2 separate regions of the Triticum aestivum genome follow, and region 2 is linked to region 1. A link is a contact called in public Hi-C data. All regions are on one chromosome and are shown on one strand. The core of a region is the stretch at or near the end of the contact, and the rest is flanking DNA. Distances in the headings are between cores, read along the strand shown.

The links. A called contact is a pair of places that touch in the nucleus more often than the background predicts.
Region 2: a contact with region 1 is called in a Hi-C map of leaf, with 5 times the contacts expected there. The contact joins the enhancer-like site here to the promoter of LOC123134318 in region 1. A contact is called at or near these places in 2 of 5 Hi-C or Micro-C datasets (both in leaf).

Annotation. Positions count from the first base shown.
Region 1 is chr6B:508,498,895-508,502,199 of IWGSC CS RefSeq v2.1, forward strand. LOC123134318 (protein RGF1 INDUCIBLE TRANSCRIPTION FACTOR 1) reads right to left here and starts at 1,726. Exons shown (of 4, transcript XM_044553589.1): 1 at 1,352-1,726; 2 at 1,191-1,262; 3 at 967-1,107; 4 at 442-874. The coding sequence starts at 1,537. The coding sequence ends at 659.
Region 2 is chr6B:508,854,480-508,857,784 of IWGSC CS RefSeq v2.1, forward strand. No RefSeq gene overlaps it. Among protein-coding and RNA genes, the nearest start is that of LOC123137698, 73 kb to the left of the region's middle. Within about 2 kb of position 1,597, at least 7 of the 8 cell types and tissues checked have an H3K27ac peak or open chromatin away from gene starts, as enhancers often do. A contact at or near this core is called in leaf, where this site is marked.

The sequences.
Region 1 (3,305 bases), core at 476-2,975:
GGTGTCCTCCATGGTTGTGAGATCTTCATGCGCTTTCATCTAGGTGGAGTAGGAGGAGGAACCTGAGATGCAGAGAAGCCCACTAGAGAGAAGGAAGAGATGAGGAGACTGCGGGAGGACAAAGATGCAAGACGGAGACTAGCAAGAGAGAATGTGTGTGGGCAAGCAAACAAGAAAGTGTCATGGAGCAATGTGGTTGGTCGAATGGCCTTTAAATAAAAGTACAAACCTACGTGAAAAAAACCATCCCTGGAAAGGGGGTACATTAGACAACAATGCCAAATAGAGGGAGGGGGTGGAGGTCAACAATGGTCCGTAGAAACCGGTGACAAACGAGGTGGTTCGATTTTCTTCATTGATTCGATCTGCAGCTCCCACGAACCACACGTTTTTCATGGTTCCCGCGGAATGCATGTAGGGTTTTGGAATAACCATAGTGGGTTCCTGCAAATTTACCTGCTGGTTTTACTAAAATTAGCCAATGTAATTGCTGAAGATATCAACACAATATGGCGCTAAGGTGTATTTTTTTCTCAGCCTCTGAAAAAAATGAACCCTTCATCATTCAAAAAATAAAAAAAAATGTAAATGACAACAACAGCCCAACTATTGAACTACCGGGGAATACGTGTAAGGTCCACCAGCCTGGCCCACTTCCTCAACAGAATGGTGAGCGAGCCGGCGCTAGCTGCTTCCGGCTCCGCTTACCGGACGACCCGCCACAGCTCGGCCCCGCCTCTGACGACGCCGCCCTCGGCCGCTTCCCGTTCTGCGGCTCCGACACGGCAGCCTCCTCACCAGCCGCCGCCGCCGCCTTCCTGTTCACGCGTAACGCGCATCTCAGCCCCCGCTCGCTCTCCCCCAGATGCTTCACCTGCATGCACGCGTCCCCCAGTTCTTCGAGTCAAGCTGTGCACGCACGTACGTGACGCTATGCATACTTCCAGACGACGACATGGCGTTTACCTTGCAGAAGAGGGAGCAGTAGTCGTGCCCTGACGAGAGCGGCCGGGCGCACGCGGCGCAGGGGTTCTCCGCGCAAGCCGAGCGCTTCCTCGCCGTGCGCTCGTTCAGGAACACCACCTCGTGATCGCTCACCGTGTGCGACTGCATGCGGCCGCGCATGCATTTGAGCACCGATAGAGAAACAGAACAGTCACGCCTGAATTGGGCGACTTTGGTGCGCGTACCTGGATGCCGGTGCAATCGAAGAGTTTCAGGTCGTCGACGCGGACGACGAAGCAGGACGCGTACTTCCAAATCTTTTTCCGCCGTCATACGAAATAACAAGACCGATCAGAGCACGGCGAGGTGAGGACATCTGATCACCAAGCGACGCGCGAAAATGTACCTGAAGGACGTTGTGGGAGGGATCGTGCGGGAGGCAGTGGCGGCAGAGGGCGGCGGCGCAGTCGGCGCATAAGTGGTTCTTGTCGTTCTTGCGCTCCGCCGGGTGCACGGCGCACGCGTCGAAGAATTCCTCCGACAGCAGGCCACGCAGCCACTGCGGGGTGGCGCGGACGGCCGAGGATTGCATCGCCGCCCCGCCACGCGCCAGCCGGTCCTGGCTACCTACGGTGGGCGCACACGGCGCGGGGGTCAATCGGTGCCGGAGACGCGCCTCCAGTCGTGGTGGATGAATGGTTGAATTGGGTTGCGGCCGTTGGGTGGGACGGATTCAAAGAGCGAGAAGCGCGGGGCGTTCGGCACTTCTACCGTTGCAGATGGAGGTGATTCTATGCAGCGATCTACTGTTCTACAGCAAAACTCCACCCGTCAAGCATAATCGTCCAGCAACCTAATAATTGGCCGAGAAAACCGCTCTAGCAGAATCGCTGTCCGACGCTCAACCGGCATAATTTTTAAAAGCCAGTTCAAATCGAGTCAGTGAGCCTTCGTATTTAGCGGTTGGGCCATGCGATATATCGTGTCATTCATCCCTTATATATTGGCGTCACAGATATTTCAAGACACCCGTTCTCTTTTCCCACCGTCCATATCCATGCGTCGCCGTGGCTTGTTACCACCTCCAATGCGGACGTCGAAGCTTTGGTCGTTGCCTGGCATGCTTAGAATAACTAATGGTAGATGGGTGAGATCTACGCACAGTGTCGCGACGGTGCGTTGCCGCCTGGGTTATATGCAGCAAGCCATTAGCTGCTGGCGGGAAACTGATGAGGGAAGAGGCGGGGAAGCCGGGGATTTTACAATACACCCATGTGGAGCGTGGGAAGCATTCGCTGGAGTGCGGGAAGACTAAGTGGAGCACACAACCCGTATGTGGTGCTACGTGTTATCTATCACACAGGTTTTAACATAAGAAAATGTATGTGTAACTTACTCCATCCGTCCGAAAATACTTGTCGAAGAAATGCATAAAAATGAATGTATCTAGAACTAAAATACATCTAGATACATCCATTCCTCCGACGAGTATTTCCGGACGGAGGGAGTGCTAATCATCGCAGCAAGTACTCGCAGACGCATCGTGTGCGATACTCCTAGCCACCGCAAGCAACTAGTTTGCATTTTTCAAAAAAAAAATTACACACATAATCACACATGAATTAACTGTAGTAACCGTCTGTGTTATGATTTCTCATCGCAAACAGTTCATCCGAGTGGGTTATTTGCCGCGTATCACACACATCTTGTTTACACGAATCGTTTGTGTTCTTTTGGCTCATCGCAAACAGTTCATCTATGTGAACCGTATGTCGCATATCACACACATCTTATTAAGTTGAACCATTTTTGTGTTTGTTTCCTAATCGAAAACAGTTTGTCCGAGTGAACCGTATACTGTATATCACACATACCTTGATCTAGCTGACCATTTTTGTTGTGTTGCCTAATCACAAACAGTTAATCCGAGTGAATTGTATGCCGTATATCGCACACACCTTGATATGACTGCATGTTTCTATTGTTCGGTCTCATCGCAAACAGTTCATATGGATCAACCGTATGCACTGCATCGCACACGCAGCTAAAATCTCAATCGTGTTCGTTGTCTCCACCATCACAATCTTTTTTTACGGGTTTTTTACATCACCGTTTGCGATTAATGCATCGCACACATTTTCGTCGAAGGGTCTCTGATTATTGTGTCGCGTTAGCAGCATCCTGCAGTAGTGACAAATATGTGCTTTGCAACTCCTTCTGTCACAGAGTAAGGACACCGCAAGATTGAACCTACTACCAAGCATCTCTCCCACTAAAGATGAATCAGTCTGATTGGCCAAAAGAGATAGATAGATTAGAGAGAAATACAAGGGTATAAACTTATACATAATAAATATCAT
Region 2 (3,305 bases), core at 347-2,846, 360 kb after region 1:
TATAGTTCAAGAAAATTAAAAAAAGTTTGTCAATTTTCATAAAAGTTCACGAGTTTGAAAAAAGTTCACGGATCAAAAAAGTTCACGAAATTCAATATAGTTCAAGAAAATTGAAAAGGTTCATCGATTTTCATAAAAGTTCACGATTTTTGAAAAAGTTCATTGATTTAGATAAAAAGTTTATTGGATTTTGAAAAGAGTTCATTGATTTTGATAAAAGTTCATCGAATTAGAAAATAGTTCATCGATAGTTTGAAAAAAGTTCACGAAATTCAATATAGTTCAGGAAATTGAAAAAGTTCATCAATTTTCATAAAAGTTCACGAATTTCGAAAAAGTTCATTGATTTAGATAAAAAGTTTATCGGATTTTGAAAAGAGTTCATTGATTTTGATAAAAGTTCATCGAATTAGAAAATAGTTCATCGATAGTTTGAAAAAAGTTCACGGATCGAAAAAGTTCACAAAATTCAATATAGTTCAGGAAATTGAAAAAGTTCATCAATTTTCATAAAAGTTCACGAATTTTGAAAAAGTTCATTGATTTAGATAAAAAGTTTATCGGATTTTGAAAAGAGTTCATTGATTTCGATTAAAATTCATCAAATTAGAAAATAGTTCACATATTATCAAATAAGGTTCATCAAATTTGAAAAAAACTTTTAATTGTTTTGAAAAACGTTCATCAAAGTTGAAAAAAAAGTTAATGGATTTTCATTTAATGTTCAACAAACTTGAAAATAGTTCATCAAATTTGAAAAACATTCATCAAAATTGAAAATAAGTTAATATTATTTTAAGAAAAATTCATCGGATTTGTAAAAAGTTCATTGGATTTGTAAAAAGTTCATCAAATTTGGAAAATAGTTCATCGAGTTTGGAAAATAGTTCATCGAGTTTGGAAAAGAGTTCATCGGATTTGAAAAAAGTTCATCGAATTTGGAAAATAGTTCATTGAGTTTGGAAAAGAGCTCATCGAATTTGTAAAAAAAATCATCAGATTTGAAAAAAGTTCATCGTATTTGGAAAAAAGTTCATCGAATTTGAAAAAAAAATCATTGGATTGGAAAAAAGTTCATCACATTTGAAAAAAGTTCATCGAATTTGGGAAGGAGTTCATCACATTTTAAAAAGTTTCATCGATTTTTAAGAAAAAAGTTCACAAATTTCAAGCAAAAACATCAAACTAGGAAGAACAAAAAAAAGGAAAAACAGAAAAAGAAAAAAAGAAAGAGGAAAAAGGAAATGAGGAAAGAATAGATAAGAAATAGAGGAAAAAGATGGTAGTTTACGGATCAGAAATAGAGGAAAAACCCGGTTTGGGAAGCTTCCCCGGATCCGTGCAGCTGGAGAGAACAATTAGAGAAACAAACAATCTAGATGTCACGTGTGGTTCTGTGGTGTTGTGGTCACTGTCGTTGGAGATGAAGGCAGTGATCGCGAGTTCGACTCCGGCAGGCCCGCACTTTTTTTGAACCTTTTTTCAGATTAAAACAAAATCGTACATGGGCCGGCCCAGCTCGCGAGCGAAGGGGGAGCACTGCAGGCGCCCGTTCGCAAACGGGCGCATAAGCGCCAAATAGGAAATCCCGGCGCCAGTTCCCTTAGCTGGCGCCCACGCACCATCTCCACGTGGGCCGGCCCATAGAGGGATGGGTTCGCTCCTGGTTCCCTCCGTCGCTGGGTGTTCGCTAAATCGATCGATTGCTGGTTCCCTCCGTCGCTGGGTATTCGCTCCATCGAACGTGTTTACAGGTCCGTACACTTAAAAAAACAGTCAACCGTTGATATTATGAAAAACAAATCACAAAAAAGAAAAGAAAAAAAATTTGAATTCAAAAATGTTCACTGACTTTGAAGAATAGTTCATCATTTTCTACAAAACATTCGTGTAATTTTAAGAAAAGTTCATCAAATTTGAAAAAGTTCATGCAATTTTTAAAAAAGTTCATCAAATTTTCCAAAAAAAGTTCATCAAATTTGAAAAAAAGTTCATCGAATCTGAAAAAAGTTCATCAAAATTAAAAAAAGTTCATCGGATTTGAAAAAAAGTTCATCAATTCTAAAAAAAGTTCATCAATTTTGAAAAAAGTTCATCGGATTTGAAGAAAATTTAATTGGATCTGAAAAAAGTTCATCGACGTTGAAAACGAATTCGTTGACTTTGAAAAAAGTTCACGGAAGTTGTAAAAGGTTGAGAAAATAAAACCAAAGTGGAGTAGACAAATAGAAGAAAAGACTGAAGTATGTTTACACAAATCCGTACGTGGCCGGGTCCTTGAGCCTAGCGCTCGCAGCGAAGGGTTCCTGGTTCGAACCCTCGTCTTGCACTTTTTGACTTTTCCCTAAAAGCAGAAGAAAAAAAAAGCAAAACGGGCCGAGCCCAGCTAACACGGCTGCAGGCGCCGGTTAGCGGAAACAGTAATAACCGGCGCCTGCAGCGCCAAATAGGGATTGCCGGTTCCCAGCCGGTTTTCTCCGATTTTGGGACCTTCTAGGAGGTTCCAGAAACGTTGGTTTTTTATTTTTATTTTTTTTCGTTTTTATGTTTCTTTTTTTTATGTTTTCTGTTTCTTTTTCTATCATTTTCGTTTTTTCGTATTTTTCGTTTTTCTGTTTTCAAATTTATTTTCTTTTAAAAAAATTGTGTTGCTCACAATTGTTCAAAACTTCACAAAATGTTCTCATTTTCAAAAAAAAATCATGCTTTCAAAAAATTGTTCAAAACTTCACAAATTGTCCTCATTTTCAAATTTTCTTCCTGACCTGAAAAAATGTTCATGCTTTCAAAAACATATTCATAGTTTAAAAAATGTTCTCATGCTCAAATTTTGTACCTGACTTCAAACAAAATGTTCCTGGCTATCTATTGTTTTTTATTTCTCTTTTTTTCTATTTTTCCTTTTCTGTTTCTTTTATTTATGTTTTTTTTCACAACACAACTTTGCAAAAATTGTTCGCAAATTAAAAAAATGTTTGTATTTTCAACTTTTGTTCGTGAGTTTCAATAAATGTTCCTATTTCAAAATTTGTTCCTATTTCAAAAAAAAGTTCGTGTTTGATTTTTTTTCGTGAGTTTCGTAAAATGTTCCCTTTTAAAAAAATTGTTCACATATTTCAAATTTTGTTCGGGAGTTTTATAAAATGTTCGCAGTATTTTATACAATGTTTGTGTTTTCAAAAATATTTCACGAGATTGAACAATGCTCCCGTTTGAAATTTGTACACAAATTTCAAAAAAATCACAAATTTATAAAATGTTCGTGAATTTCAGAAAATGTTCCTGTTTTCAAATATTGTTCTCAA